2 separate regions of the Rattus norvegicus genome follow, and region 2 is linked to region 1. A link is a contact called in public Hi-C data. All regions are on one chromosome and are shown on one strand. Each heading gives the region's core, a stretch centred on a gene start, on an enhancer-like site or on the middle of the called end of the contact. The rest is flanking DNA. Distances are from core to core; before and after follow the strand shown. Region 1 has its middle 12 kb from the start of Nenf. Region 2 overlaps Ppp2r5a (protein phosphatase 2, regulatory subunit B', alpha).

What was found. Hi-C and Micro-C count contacts between places; a contact is called where the count stands out from the background.
Region 2: a Hi-C map of psoas muscle shows a contact between it and region 1, with 1.8 times the contacts expected there. The contact joins two enhancer-like sites. A contact is called at or near these places in 6 of 12 Hi-C or Micro-C datasets (the Rat2 cell line, hepatocytes, kidney and 2 more).

What each region holds. Positions count from the first base shown.
Region 1 is chr13:105,411,446-105,415,601 of GRCr8, forward strand. No RefSeq gene overlaps it. Among named protein-coding and RNA genes, the nearest start is that of Nenf, 12 kb to the right of the region's middle. Within about 2 kb of position 2,891, at least 7 of the 93 cell types and tissues checked have an H3K27ac peak or open chromatin away from gene starts, as enhancers often do.
Region 2 is chr13:105,494,268-105,499,032 of GRCr8, forward strand. The region is part of intron 1 of Ppp2r5a (protein phosphatase 2, regulatory subunit B', alpha); the gene reads right to left. Among named protein-coding and RNA genes, the nearest start is that of Ppp2r5a, 10 kb to the right of the region's middle. Within about 2 kb of position 1,679, at least 8 of the 93 cell types and tissues checked have an H3K27ac peak or open chromatin away from gene starts, as enhancers often do.

The DNA.
Region 1 (4,156 bases), core at 1,641-4,140:
GCACAGGAGCTCCATGCAGGTTAATAGATTAATAGCCTTCCATGTATTTTAGTTCATTTAAAAATACTTAGTTATGTTTGTGTATGTGTGTAAAATATGTGTTTGTATATGAGGCACATGTGTGTAGGACACATGTCTGTGTGTGAGGAACATGTGTGTAGGATACCTGTTTGTGTATGAGGTGCATGTGTGTAGGATACCTGTTTGTGTATGAGGTGCATGTGTGTAGGATATGTGTTTGTGTATGAGGCACATGTGTGTAGGACACGTATCTGTGTGTGAAGAGCGTGTGTATAGGACACATGTCTATGTGTGAGGAGCATGTGTGTAGGATTCATGTTTGTGTATGAGGTGCATGAGTGTAGGGTACATGTTTTGTGTACGAGGTACATGTGTGCAGGATACGTGTTTGTGTATGACACGGATGTATGCCATAGTACACAGGTCAGAGGACAACCTGGGGTATTGTTTCTCACCTTCTGCCTCCCTTTTGAGGCAGGATCTCTTGTTTGCCCGCTGTTCTGCACACTCCAGGGTAGCTGGCCATGAGCTTCCAGGATATTCTCCTATCTCCACCTCCCAAGTGGAACAGGAGTGCTAGAACTGTAGATGTATGCCAAGTCTAGCTTTTACGTGGGTTCCGAGGCTCAGGGATCCAACTTGGTTGCCAAGTTGTCAGCGGGTACTGTTACCTTCCCACCTCCCCAGCCCCACATTTCATTTAACAAAAAGCTGCCTGCATTTTGATGGAGTGGTGGGGAAATCAAACACATTGAATCAGAGAAACAGTTATGGCTGAGGGTGAACAGGACCATGGATAAGCAGAAAGGGGACGGCAGAGGCAGGATCAGGCAGGGGGACACTGGGTGAGTGTTTGGGGACTCCTTAGGAGTCTCCCTAACGCTGAGACCAAACCCTCCATTTCAGGCCCCCAAGCACAGAACCAGGAGCCTGGGGAAGATGAGGTCCAGGAGCCCCAGATACTTCCCACCTGGCTTCCACTGGTCCCCAAGGCCTTGTCTTATGTCTTTGTGGTGGCTTCTGGTTGCCACCATCAGCTAGGAGCTCCTCCTGGCGGGTCTGGCCCCCACAGACTTCCTTTGAAGATGCCATGGGGCCCAGTAGTCCAAGTCTGTATCACAGATTTGGTTCAAGGAGTCTCTCAGAGGACACCATCCACTGAATTCACTACAGAATTCTTAGGCAGCCCAGAGCACTGCAAATATTTGTTGACTAAAGGATTAAGGATTAAACTATGGGAAGGAGGTCGGGGAGCAGGGTCTCAAGACATCTTCCTGCCCAGGATCCAGAGTCTCTGCCACCAGGACCCCCACCCCAAGCTATGTCCTCTGGGTCATTGCTTGAGCCAGGACTGCAGTGGAAGCTGCACCTTCCTATACAAAGTAGCAAATACAGAGACCCACACAGCTCCACCGCCAGGCATCATTGTAACCACCATCCAGCCATGCTGCAGACTCAGACAGGCTTAACAGGACGAGCTGAGGCCAGAGCACAACTGGAAATTACAGAAGTGCTGACAGCTATAGCATCCTGAATGAGCCTGATCTTACCTGAGGGGAAGAGATAACCAGAGCCAAGATCCACAAGCCCAGGGTGAGCACCAGGCTCCAGATCAGCTTAGATATCAGATGCTCTCCCGCCCACCCCCCGCCCCCGTGGTACATGAGGTTGGGAAGCTGTGGGACTGGGGGAGCCATTCCCCAGCAAGAGTGAGGCGTGCCCAAACCACCCAAAACCTTGTCCTGAGACCAGCAGGAGTAGGACTGCTTCTTCCCTGCTCTGAGCCTACGTGCCCCAGGGCACATAAGCCTTATGCCCCCCACCTCTGCCACTCCCACCTCTGCCACCCCCACCTCTGCCACCCCCACCTCTGCCACCCCCACCTCTGCCACCGTTAAGATAGTCAGGGAACCTGGTGGCCAAATTACAGGTTAAACTTCCTCTCTCCCTATAAGGACAAGTACCTGAAATTCCTCCTGCAAAGGAAGCATTCCCAGCACCTCAGCCTCAGCCAACTTGTATACTCACCCGGAAAACCCCTACCCACTCCCCAAGATTTATGTAGCCCCTGTGCACCCCCCTTCCCAATAAAGAGAGCTGTTTCACTGACAACTGTCTCCAGAGAAGGCTGTTTGTCCCACACTCATACTAACCAATTTCCTGTCTAACCCACCCACCTGGCTAAGCCCCATTCCTTCTGGTCCAGCCCCATGCTCGACTGTGCCTGGGTACCCCGAGGGCAGAAACAGACCCTGGGACCGGCAGTGCTAACGAGAGCCCTGCCTCCTGGCCACCACTGCTTTACTCTAACCTTTCTTTTCTAATAACTGCCTCAGTTCGCAACCTGCCCCAGGACCTCCAGCACCTTGGACAATACCCCCACACCCTCTCTCCACATCCTACATAAGAGAAGGCCAGAACCAGGCTGTCTGCCTTGCTGGAGAGCAGGGACGGTGGTCTAGAACCAGGGAACTGAAGGCTTGAGCCGAAACTAAAGCATCAGGAGACTCGAGCAACAAGATGTGTCTGTCCTCTGCTCGTAATGGCTAACATCCTGATTCCCTAGCTAGATCCCTGGACAGCAGGGTATCTAGAAGCCACCACCCTTGATGACCCCACAGGGAGAGGACAGGGCAGCAACCCCAGGACTGATGGATGTTCTGGCTCCAGGAAGTCTTTTCCTGCCTGGTTTTCCCTTGGGACTCTGGAGCAGGTGGTCCGAGACAAAGGGCAGCCCAGCTGGCTCCCTGGGCAGCCAAGATCAGCAGCAAGGGCAGTGTTTGTTTTCCTTGCACACCACCCAGGCTGGTTACCACTTGCTGCTGTGGTTGCCTGGGGACCGATTGCTATTTTCATGTAGGCCCCACGTGATGAGCTGTGGAAACACTGTGGCAAGGTTGGTCTGACAGGTGATACTCCAATAGGCTCTGCCAGAGAGGAGAGTTTGTCAGCAAGAGGGAGGTTCAACATTTCACCCACACAGCCCTGAGTGTGGGACAGGAGAGGGTGGCTGGGAGAGGCTGTGCCCAGAGACAGGAGTACCAGTTCATTCCTTGTTCATTCATTCTCACATGTTCTTTGCCTTGTGTACATAGGATCAAACATTCAAGGCTTATGACTTTGTGCTAACTGCGTGGATATGGCAAACCGAATGAGGGTGTCCCAGCCCCAGAAGCTAGCATAAAATACAGGTACAGTTCTGCGGGTTCCAGGCCATCGCAGAACCACATGGGTATCGTGTTCCCATCTTGGCAGGAAAGGTAACTGAACAACTTCCCTGATGAAGTATCTAAGAATAAATAGATTATTGAAGGCAGAGTGGACAAGGGGAGAGCAGCATGTACATGGTCCAGAGGAGACTGAGTATAGCACTTCCAGAGGAGACTGAGTATAGCACTTCCAGAGGAGACTGAGTATAGCACTTCCAGAGGAGACTGAGTATAGCACTTCCAGAACAGACTGTGTTGTGGGATGGTGTCATACAGGTGAGGCAGGTACAAGATAGAATGAGACCTATCATTGGATGAGAAGGAAGGATGGGCAGGAGAAAAGTCTGAGGGAAGAGGAGACTGGAATGGAAAAAAGGGCAGACTGGAAGAGACTAGAGGAGGAAGCTACAGAGAGAACATGGAGGCTGATGTTAAGATTCCACTCTGTGTGTTTACAGGTTGTTATGAATGTTCTTTTTTTTTCTTTTCTTTTCTTTTTTTTTTTTTCGGAGCTGGGGACCGAACCCAGGGCCTTGTGCTTGCTAGGCAAGCGCTCTACCACTGAGCTAAATCCCCAACCCCTGTTATGAATATTCTTAAGGGATGGATGTGTATAGGGCTTTGTATGTTTATGTGGGCAATTATATCTTATCAACTGGATCAGAGGTTATTGTGTTGTGTGTTCTTTCTTGTGGAGAATTTAGTTTGGTAGAGCGTGTGGCAGCAGAGACACTGGGCTGCCACAGAATCGGGATGTGTGCTTCTGGCAAGAAATCTACCAGACATCTTAGGGCACTGCAGTGCTGGATCTAGTGGGGGTAAAAGACAGCCCCCTTTTTATAACTTACAGCAACACTAAGTATAGCACTTCCAGAGGAGACTGAGTATAGCACTTCCAGAGGAGACTGAGTAGAGCACTTCCAGAG
Region 2 (4,765 bases), core at 429-2,928, 82 kb after region 1:
TCTTCCAAAATATTAACTATTAGCTAGAAGGTGCCTATAATCTCAGTATTTTGACGGCTTAGGCAGGAGAACTGAGAGCTCCAGGCTACCCTGGGCTGCATAACCTAGTCAAGAAAGGGAAGAGAGGAGGGGAGAGGCAGAGAAAGGAGGAGAGGAGGAGAAGCTAATCACAGATGACCTCACTTCCAATCGAGCAGTGAGAACAGGGAACAAGGATGAGTTAGTTATGTTATACAGAGTCCTGGCCGTGGAAATGAATAAACTGCTGCTGAAAACTGTCACTGGGAGACACATGGAAAACTTGGGTCATCTCCTTAATCTCATTTGAATTGAGACTTTTAAGGAACCAGAAATGTTAAGCAGATCTTTACACATGAAGTAGAAGGCTGAGGAAACTATGGCTCTCACTGTGATGCTGGGAGGAAACTATCTTGTGTTAATGCCCACACAACCCTAAAGAAACACCTGCCGCTCTCTTACGGAGAACATTGCCTTCTTCAACAGGTATGGAAGGACCACAACTACACCCGCTCCAGTTCCTTCGCCACCACAGGCTGGCTCTGTGAGGATATTTCCTGGGGCAATGATGGACTACTAGATTTTCTAATAAATCTATGTATAAACTCTTAAAACAAGGCTCTTAGAAACGCTACCCACAGTAGTTTCTGCTTCTCATCCAATCTTCAACACTACAAACAAACAAACAAGCACGCTCTGAGCCAGAAGAGATAGGTCAGCAAGTAAAGACACTTGCTGCCCGCCTGACAACCTGCATTGAATCCTTAGATGCCGAAGGGCCAACTCTCACAAGCTGCCCTTTGACCTCCACACGCGTGCCAAGGCATGCCTGTGTGAGGGCACACACATGCATAGAGATGCACATATGGATAAGTAAATAACGACTTCTAAAAAGAAAGCTTCCTTTTGGTATGTGAGATTATTTATCTACTTATTAGCATCTACTTATGTTAGACTGAGTGTGTGCTCTCGGGGCACAGGGTGGGAGTGGGAATCGGAGGACAGCTACAGACACAGGTCACTGGGCCTGGCATCAGTCACTTGCCTGCTGAACCATCTCCACAACCCTAGCATGTGCAATTTACCTGAAAGGTTTCAAAGGACCCAACTCACTATTTCTAGGAATAAGTAATTTATTCAGAATCATCTAAAAAGCGTTGTTTTCCTTTCAGAAAGGTCATGTGGTTTATAGTATTATATAAGCATGAGGTGAGGGTTGGGGATTTAGCTCAGTGGTACAGTGCTTGCCTAGCAAACTCAAGGCCCTGGGTTCAGTCCCCAGCTCCGGGGGGGAAAAAAAAAAAAAAAAAAAAAAAAGCATGAGGTGACCAGGCTAGCCTTCCCTTACACTGGTCTCACTGACAGCAAAGCACGAGGCCTGCTCTGAAAGGGGAGTCACCAAACACAAAACAAAAACAGCCACATGAAGAAACGAGGTAGTTAAGAATGATCTTTCTCACTGTGTACTCTTTCAACGGGCTTATTTCAGAAAACAATGAAAGGGAGGCTCATTTATGACTCACACCGAGTATTACATCCTAAAATAGTCGTCACTGCTCTAGAACTAAAAACAAGCTTCCAAGTGTGTGCAGGGCTATCCAGGTGATCACAGAAACACCAGCTCTCAGCTACACCAAGCACCAACTCCATGTCTGGCTGCCCCAGAGCTGGAGCGGCTAAGGAAAGCTCAGATGTTTTCCCCTCTCCTTCTGGATGACCAGACTTCCCCAGGAAGGAGACAGGACGTCAGACTAACAAAGGAGCATGTCGTTGTCACATCTGCTCCTCCAGTCGTCCTTACATTCAGGTTAAGGCTCTCTACAGGAACAAATGTATCTGGAATACTCCTTAAAGAGATGCTGCACGATTGTCCAGGTTCATCTCCTCTAGAAACCTGAGGAGACTAAAATCAGTGATGTTTGGCGAATTTTCCTAATTAAGTTCACACACAAGTCTGTTATCTCGGACCACTTCATTTCCTGCTTTCAGAGAGCGGGGGACCAGTGGGAAAGACAGTGCTGGGCTAACGTTGCCAAAGTGTGAGAAAGTTCTTATATCCTACACAGCATCTCAAAGACGGGTAAAGCCTCCGTTCTTGACCATCTGGGATGACACGTTCAAGCTACCACCAGCAGTGACTGAGCGACTGGTGACTCCGATCTGCGTCGCCGGGGTGCTGCACCATTAGCAGTCATCTTGTTATCAATCATGGAGCAAATGATCTCTACTATTCAAGGCAAACGCTAGGTCGTTTAAAGGCAGTGAAACAGTGGTGCACGTTCACCCACGGCCCCTTCTCCTGCGGCTAAGAAGCCAGCAGCTTTCTCAGAAATCTCTCAAGGAAGGTGCTCAGTTTGACTTTAAGGCAGTGAGCGTGCATCTTCAGTTTAGCACGACAGAGAAGGAATCAGCAACCAACCGGGAAGATCGAACTGTAAGTGAGCGGCGAAGAATACAACCTGGCCTAGGGCTTGGTTTCTTTATCTACGAAACGGTAAGAATGTTGGTCTATATGCGCAGTTCCTGTGCTGGTTACTGGTCCCTAGCTGGTGGAACCATCTGAGAAGGATGGAGGTATGGCCTTGTTGAAGGACTATGTCACTGGAGTTTCTTGGCCTTTGAGTTTCAAAAGCCCATGCTATTCCCAGATAGTTCTCTCTCCCCTCTGTCTGTCTGTCTGTCTGTCTGTCTGTCTGTCTGTCTGTCTGTCTCCTGTTTACATATAAGAGGCAAATTCTAAGCTCCTGCTCCAGCCTGTCTGCTGCCATGCTCACGGACATTACAGTTATGAACTTTTAATTCTCTGAAACTGTAAATTCCCGATAAACTCGTCCTTCTGTGAACTGCCTTGTTCATCGTGTCTCTTCACAGCTATAAAATGTTTTTCTTTAAATGGACTTAGTAATAGCCTTTGCTTCATTATTTCACTCGATAAGCACCCTGCAGGCTCTAAATGCAGGTGTCAGATTCCAAGGCATTTTGTGTAAAGGCACAGACGGACAACTCACTCACTCACGTACTTCTCCCAGCACATCATCTCCGGCTACAAACAAACCAAGGACACTACCCATAGTGGCTGGCAAATCCAACTGTGACAAGTCCTTCACCAACAAATCTCAGAGTCTTAGCTACCGAGGGTAAAAGAACAAATGCAATTATGCTTGCTAGTCACAGAAATGCTCAGAGGACACCGTTCCATACACATGCACATACATAAACATATATGCTGGTGAGATGGCTCTCTACATCTGATGACCTGCATTCCATCCTGAGAACGTATATGGTAGAGAGAACCAAACCATCCAGCTTGTCCTCTGACCTTCAAACACACTCGCAAGTGTGCACACACACAGAGAAATCTGTGTAACAAAGGAAGATCCAAAGGTCTTTTTTATATTTAGAACTGTATTTTCAAAAGGATCTCAAATGTAATGCTTACAAAATAAAATGGGATCCCCCCCTCCCTTCTTGGTTCCTTTACCAGCATCCTCCTCAGCAGGGCTGTGCACCCAGTGTCCAGATAAACACACCTTTAAATGACATGTCCTCCACTTTCTACCTCTGCCCACTGCAAACAATTAACACGTCCTATCTATAGGTACTTCAGACAAACCTCCTCCCATTTCTGCAGCTGACATTCTGGATGGAGCTAGCATGACTCACATACTCTCTCTCTCTCTCTCTCTCTCTCTCTCTCTCTCTCTTTCTCTCTCTCTCTCCCCCACACACACACACACACACACACACACACACACACACACACACACACGCTGGCCCTTCCCTTTGTTTAATGCCCTGTTCTGTCACAATCCATTCTACTCTTTGTAGCACAATATATATCTTAAGTTTTTTCTTCTACATGTATGGATGTTTTACCTGCATGTATGTCTGTACACCACATGTATGCTTGGTGCCTATGAAAGCTAAGAAGAGTGTGACAGATCCTCTGGAACTAGAGTTAAGAACTGTTGTTAGCTGCTGGGTGAGTGCTGGGATATGAACCCCAGGTCCTCTGCAAGAGTGGTCAATAATCTTAACCACTGAACCATGTCTCTAAGCCCATACATACACACACACACACACACACACACACACACACACACACACACACAAATACACACATGTGCAAATACATCCCCCCCCCAACTATCTCTAAAAGTTATCTTTACTTACTGGCTGTATTTCCACCATTTCCATGCAACCTTTAACCTACAGGTATCTTGCTTCAAGTCTATCAAGCCTCTGAAATACCCCTAAAAACCAAGGATGCTGGCAGGAAGACTGCCAAAACCACAGGCTGCTTCGCTCTACCTACCCAGCTATTAAGACTTGTTACCTTGACGCCTTGGGCCCATGCACACTGTCTCTCTTGTCTCTAGATGTTGGTAATCTCTGGCCTCTTCTCGCTCTACAGATTTCTACTGAGCCGCTGCTTCAACTTCCACTGCTACGAATGCCACGGACAAGCTGAAAACTCCCAAATTACTACCACAGGCACATGTACTCGGCTCTAGGCCCAAATTAAAGTCCTAACAGTCAGCCTCACTTCAGTTTCCCACAGGTACTTCAACTTATCCCACAAAAGAATGATTACTTTTAAAAGCCTAGCATGGTGGCTCATACCTGTAATTTCAGCACTCGCAACGCTGAAGCAGATCATCATGAGTTTAAGGCCAGCCTGCACTACAGTATGATCCTATCTCAGAAGGAAGGAAGGAAGGATGGGTGGGCAGACGCACGCAGGCAC